2 separate regions of the Rattus norvegicus genome follow, and region 1 is linked to region 2. Evidence: chromatin contacts called from public Hi-C data. All regions are on one chromosome and are shown on one strand. Each heading gives the region's core, a stretch centred on a gene start, on an enhancer-like site or on the middle of the called end of the contact. The rest is flanking DNA. Distances are from core to core; before and after follow the strand shown.

The links. Hi-C and Micro-C count contacts between places; a contact is called where the count stands out from the background.
Region 1: a contact with region 2 is called in a Hi-C map of liver, with 4 times the contacts expected there. The contact joins the enhancer-like site here to the promoter of Tln2 in region 2. A contact is called at or near these places in 2 of 12 Hi-C or Micro-C datasets (kidney and liver) and 1 of 1 datasets of contacts at active chromatin or transcription factors (oligodendrocytes).

What each region holds. Positions count from the first base shown.
Region 1 is chr8:77,006,293-77,009,741 of GRCr8, forward strand. The region is part of intron 2 of Tln2 (talin 2); the gene reads right to left. Among named protein-coding and RNA genes, the nearest start is that of Tln2, 130 kb to the right of the region's middle. Within about 2 kb of position 1,844, at least 4 of the 93 cell types and tissues checked have an H3K27ac peak or open chromatin away from gene starts, as enhancers often do. A contact at or near this core is called in liver, where this site is marked.
Region 2 is chr8:77,131,908-77,135,412 of GRCr8, forward strand. Tln2 (talin 2) reads right to left here and starts at 1,454. Exons shown (of 59, transcript NM_001419941.1): 1 at 1,280-1,454.

The sequences.
Region 1 (3,449 bases), core at 594-3,093, 130 kb before region 2:
AGAAATAACTTTACTTATTTAACTCAGTCTTTTTTTGAGTAAAGACATGAAATCTACTATTTTGTTGCAAAGACTTCAACCTTTACTACAATTTTCTATTAATAGTGGTTCAGATAATAATCTGTTAGGAGGAGGGGGGAGGAGAGAACAGGCTAAAGGAAGCAGAGTGAGCAGACAGAGTCAGATTAACAGATGAAATGTGGCTGAGAAGTGTAGCCTGGTGGCCCAATGCTTGCCTAGTGTATATGAAGACCTGTGTTCAATCTCCCACACTGAAATTTTTTCAAAGGGGGCAGGGGAAGAAGGGCTACTACGAAGGTGCAAGATGGGCTTATGACAGGCTTCAGACTGTACCATCACCATTGAAATGTTACAAACTCAGCTGGCAAAGGTACCTGCCACCAAGTCTGACTTCAGTCCTTAGAATCCACATGAGGGAAGAAGAGAACTGGTTCCTAGAAGTTGTCTTCTGATCTCCTGTTGTGTGAACTATTTTTACGAAGATGAAGTGAGATGTCTATTCACTCTGGATAGGGAACTGATGATAGACCAAAATAAGGACACCATCAAAGTCAAAATTAGTGAACCAGTGAGTCACTTACAAGAGTATGAGTAAGGTCCATGAATGACAGAAAGGGAGCTGCATCATCAAACATCCCCCCTCCATAACTCATGAAATATGAAACTCTACACAACTCACAAATAGCTCAAACAGTCCAGAGTTTCCCACTCCTCAGAAGTCCTTATACACTGCTTACATAACCTTAGAGCAGGGGCCTTGTAAATTTCAGGGACTTCCTGACACTTGTAAGTTTTCACTAAATGAGCTTGTTGTTTTGTTTTGTTTTGTTTTGTTTTGTTTTGTTTTGTTTTGAAGACAGGCTTTTTTCACCCTATTGGTTAGCCTATACTTCACCATGTAAACCAAGCTGACCAGACACTCCCAGATATCCCCCTGCATCTGCCTCCCATATGCTGAGATTAAAGATGTGCACATGATTTTTTGGCCAAGAAGGAGTGTTTCAGGTAACAGGAACTTGTTACACACCTCCCTACGCATAATTTGGCAAGGGCATAAGCCATGTGCAAATAAATACATGCCAGTGTAACACACGCGCGTGCGCGCACACACACACACACACACACACACACACACACACACACACACACACACAGAGGAAGTAAATAAATCTGTACCTTAAAAGTAAAAAGGGGGTTGGGGATTTAGCTCAATGGTAGAGCGCTTGCCTAGCAAACGCAAGGCCCTGGGTTCGATCCCCAGCTCCGAAAAAAAAAAGAAAAAAAAAAAAAAAAAAAAGTAAAAAGAAATGTATATGCTCATTAACTTCATTCACCCATCATCAATGAAGGAAATGAGGCGGTGTCCTCACCAGGAAAAAATAGAGGGCTCTCGGCAGTGTTTTCCAATCTACAAAATCACACTACACCATCAAACTTAGAGAAATACCACTACATGGGGGTCCCCTTCCCCCTTCAAACTCAAACCTGTGCCTCTGTAATAAAGCTTGTTTATCAAAATACAAGTCCCTGTCATGTATTTGCTTGAAATGCAATTGCACAGAAAACCTATATGAACTCGTAAAGAAAACTGTTTCAAAACAAAAATAAAATCTTTCTGCCATTAAAATGGGACAGGAAACACGGCTGCCATGGAGACTGCTTGGCATCCAGCACATGAGTATGGCTTTGACCTATCACTGGCCTCCCAGAAACTCTGTCCAATTAAGCTGATGTGGGCTGAGGCTGGCAATATCTAAAGCAGAGACACACCAGGGCTTCAGCCATGGAAGAAAAGCCATGTGATGAGACTCTCGGGGCTGTGCAGCTGTCTAGAAGCGAATGTGTGCCCAAAGACAAAATCAAAGGGCCTGAGATAATGAGGCAACTACCAATACATAGAGTGAATTCCTTCCCTTGTCTGCCAGACGATTTTTGTCTTATTTGTAGTCGAAACGAATCCCCAGTGAAGTTCAGAATTCTTCACGCAGAACAACACAACTCCAAAAATCCACATAAAACAGAAGGGAAGGGCACGGGTCTTCTGCACAGGAGAGGGCAGAAATCCACAGGACTCCAGAGCCGCTCTGGTGGCGCCAGTCCTGCCAATAAAACCGAGTGTTTCCAGCATGCTTTCAGTATTGCCCAATCCTCAATCAATAAAGGACTTCACACAAGCTGAACCACAAAGGCAGGAAGAGATTCCACTCAGACAAGTTTCCGTAGCCCTGAAATTCACATCTGTGTCTTCAAAAAGAGAGTTGTATCAGATCATTTGAGGTGTCACAATTAAATGAGCTGCATTTGAGAATTTCTCTTCGTACCTGATTGACAACTCCTTAAAATCAGGACCACACCACCCTGGAACATTCCTTCTCTCCTCAGGCTCTGTGTGTGTGCACAGGAGAGTGGAAGACAGGTCTCTCTCAGGCTTTGTCTGTCTCCACCTCCTCAGAGGTGAGATTATAAGCATGTGTCATGACGCTCAGCTTTTTAATTGGTTCTGGGCATCAAACAAAGGTCCACATCCTTGTATGGCAAGCACTTCACCAACCAAACCATCTTCTCAGCCCTTCCACAGGGAATCTTGTTTTGAAAAGGAATGTGAAGGCAGATATGGAAGGGGCACGGCATCCAACATGGTACACACACACACACACACACACACACATACACACACACACACACACACACACATACACACACGGTTACAGGTGCTTGACATAGCAATGCCAAGCATTGTGTGAGATTATTTTATACTTCATAACCTATTCACTGCAAATTCTCACTCACACAAACCTGACATGAAAACATCTTTGAAAACAAATAATAAAACAAAACTCCATCCATGTCCACAAAGCAGGTAAAACAAAAATAAATGACAATCTCAAAGGAAGCATGCTTGAGTCCTCTGCTGCACGGCTCACAAAGTCCTTGGCACCTCGGGAACACCAATGCTACAGATGCTTTCTCATATATAAATAACACTGCACCCACCCTTCAGGCATGCACACATTGTGATACTATGCATACCACATAGTTTACAAAACCCGACAAGCAATGAGCTACGTGGTAACTACACTGCAGAGACAAGAAGAAAGAAGAGCTTCGACTCTTGCCCAGATGAGCAGAAAGCAAGACCCAGTCCTTAGTTTGAAAGCCGAATAGACATGCAGCCTCCCAAACAATAGAATTATATCTCACTGCTACAGTGGAGCGTTTCCTGATGATCTTTACACACTCGTGTCACAATAAATATATTCGTATATGCAAGCTATGTTTCCGCTGAGCGTGACGTCAGATAAATTATAATGTATACAGGATGAATGCCCATGCGGCAGTGAACACAAACTAGCCTCGCAAACAATACAGTTAGAACGTCCTGAATAACACTGAGCTGATGGTTGGAAACAGCTAAAGTAAAATTACCT
Region 2 (3,505 bases), core at 204-2,703:
TTCCTCTCCAGCCTGGAGTGAGCTCCCGCGCCAGGTGGAGCACCCCGCGATCCCCAGTGCTGGGGGCTGGGGGTTACTGAAGAAAACGCTCAGCAACGTGCGCGGGCCAGGGAGAGGCGGTGCGCACAGCTCCGGCGGAGCGCTGGCAGCAGTAGCTTGGGGAAAAGAGGGGCGTGTGCTCAGCGCCAAACTGCCCCAAGTGCTATGACTCCCCTGCACTGTGACACCCGCGAGCCACGTGCATCGGTCCCCTGCACCGCTTTCCCCCACCCCCCACAGACCCAGCCTAGACCTGGGTGACGCGATGCAGTCCGCGCGCCCTTGTGGGGACATCCACCTTTTAGCTCGCCCCGGCGCGCAAACTTTCCCAACGACAATCGCTCAGGCTTTCCCGGGGGGCTTCGGAAAGTGGGCGCCCCCTTAGCCTCTGTAAAAACCCACTGAAAATATGGCGCCCTTGAACGTCGTTCCTTGGGCCCCGAAAAGCCAGGCTCCATATCCCTCCCGATCCCCGCCGGCGCGAAATCTCGGCTCCTGAGGGTCGGGGAAGGAGACTAGAGGCCGCCGCACTGGGTCCAAACCCTGCCCTCGCTCTCCGCCCCGCGCTATCCCTAAGCGGTCCTCGGCCGGCAGCTGGTTATGGGCAAGACAGCCAGGGAAAGGGGGAGTCCAGCAACCCGCAGGTCTCAGAGTCGGGGGCTAGGAGGCAGCCCGGAGTGTCTTCTCCACAAGCCGAGGCGGGAGACTTGTTTGCAAAGTGGCGCTTGAAGTAGGGGCAGCCAGTGTTGGAATGAAGCCGCTCTGCTCTCAGCCAACACAGTCGGCGCCGGGGTCACCGCCCGAGTCCAGGGGGCTCCTCGGTGCAGACCCGGCCGCTTTTCCGACCCCGTTACCGGAAACCCGAGGACTGAGCCCGAGAAGGGATCAGCTGCCTAAGGCTAGGGATCAGCTCTCGGACTCCGGCTGCAAGACTGTTTGCAAACCCCAGCACCCGGCTTGAGTGCAGCGAAACCTACATGTGCAATAGACAGGTGCATTCATTGCAATTTATTTTTCTTTTCTTGCAAAGAAGAAAAACAAACACCAAAAACCTAGGATAGGCAATGAAATCTAGAAGCTTGACAGGGTTTTTCTACATTGACATCACTTACGAGATGCAAACCCGAGAAGAAAACCACCCACATATTCCTTCTAGAGAGGGGAGGGAAAAGGCACTGAAAAATCCCTGCAGCGCGCATGCAGGCTGGAGAGCTGGGCAGCGCCACGCGCCGCGCCTTACCGCGGGGATGCAGCTACTGTCTCATTGCGGAGCGCCAGCCCCCGAGTGCAGCCAGCTCCGCTCACGCTGCGCCGCCGCCGCCGCTGCCGCCGCCGCCGCCGCTGCTGCTGGCTCCGGGCGCGGAACCGGAGCCGAGGGCGAGCGCGAGCGCACGGCCCGCGAGCGCCGGGAGGGCAGGAAGCGCGTCATCACTGGGGGACGGCGCGGCGGAGCTCTCCACCCGGCTCCTGGGTGTCCGCACCTCGGGCGCGGGATGGGGGCGCGCGCGGGGCTGTGGTGGGGTCCGCGTGCAAGAGGCGCAGAGGACACCCCCGACTGCCCCAGAATCTTGGCCCGGCTCTGAAGACCGATGAGGCGGCATGGAGACCAGGCGTCTGCTGGCATGAGGCCTCTGAGTCTTCTCAGCGTCCCTCCTGGACCACGGGCTGGGTCCTGGAGGTTACCAGGCGTGGATCCAGCCCTAAGGGTGGCAGAACGGATGCCAGTCATTTGAATTTAGGAAACCATTCTTCCAGAAAGATGGACAGCAAAGTGGGTGTGCCTATTGCACTAAATTTTTTTTTCGAGACAGCATCACACTAGGTAGACCAGGCTGGGCCCAAACTCAAATTAATCCGCCTCCTTCAGTACAGGGATTAAAGACCTGCCTCACCAAGACCCACTGTATGGGTGACTTGCTTCATACATACATTCATTCATTTGTGTATCTTTCTATCATACCCTGGAATTAAGTCACTTATGCATCCCCTGTATTTACATGTGCTGGGGGATGTTGGGATGGCAGGGTACAAAGTGAAAATTATCCTAGTTGCCACTGTGAAGGACACAGGAGAACAAATCACAAAGTCCGTTTCCTTTAAAATTATGATGTATAGAGAGACACAGAGAGGACAGATAGAATAAATTAACCAAGGTGTTCACCCTGTGTTCCAGTGGTTTGTGAAATTGTGGGGTTTTTTTCTCTTTCTGCTTGCTTCTAGTTTTATTTTTAACTTTTATAATTTTAAAAAATTAATACGAAAAGGCTTAGATGGTTATTTTTCCTCAGCCGGACACAGAGTGACCAGGATAGACTTGTCTTCCCAAGAAGTAGAGAACAAATCTCTTCAGCTCCTCAAATGCGACTATAGCAGCATTAGTGTCTCTCAGCTTGAAATTGTGGTCACTGTACATCCAAGAGTGAATCAACGTTGTAACTTGAAACTATCTTCAAGGAGTGCTTTGGGACCTTGAACAAGCCTGGCATAATGGAGAAACTAGACGAGACTCCTGAGGGGAGGGTGTCAAACGACTTTCTCAGGGGTCACATATCAGATATTTAAGACAGTGGCAAAATTGCAGGTATGAAATAGCAGCAAAAATAATTTTATGATTGGGATAAGGAGGTCACCAAAACGTGAGAAACTGTATTAAAGGGTCACAGCATTAGGAAGGTTGAGAAGCAAGGTCTTAAGAGTAAAACATTGTAACTTACTTCCTTTGCAGTAAATACACTTTATCCATCAGAATCCCCAATCAGAAAACAAATTACTGGGCTGTTTGAGGCAGTCCTAAAAGTTTCAGGACAGACTTTTCCCTGCCCCATGAATAAACATTCCTGTTTCCCAGATCCTTTTAGGCATTGGCTAGGTTAGCAGAATAGAGGTGGCAAGCTATCTCATGGATTTTGAAAGCAAATGTTTATTGATTTCATTAAGACCTGGTAAGAAGCTTGTCCTGGCTGGTTTTGGTGACAACTTGACACCAGCTGGACTTAACACAAAGAAAGGAGCCTCCCTTGAGGAAATGCCTCCATGAGATGCAGCTGTAAGGCATTTTCTCAATTAGTGATCAAGGATGGGAGGGCCCTTTGTGGGTGGTGCCATCCCTGGACTAGTGGTCTATAAGAAAGCAAGCTGAGGAAGCCAGGGGAAGTAAGTCGGTAAGTAACATCCCTCCATGGCTCCTGCATCAGCTCCTGCTTCCTGATCTGCTTGACTTCCAGTCCTGACTTCCTTTGGTGATGGACAGCAATGTGGAAGTGTAAGCTCAATAAACCCTTTCCTCCCCAACTTGCTTCTTGGTCATGCTGTTTTGTACAGGAATAGAAACCCTGATTAAGACAAAGCTCATTAAATTGATGCTTGCTAAGTTGCCTCTTAGTTTCCTGAAAATAACCTTTCTTTTTTTTTTTTTTTTTTTTTTTTTTGGAGTTCAAGATCCAGGTTTCCATAGGAAGAATGAGGG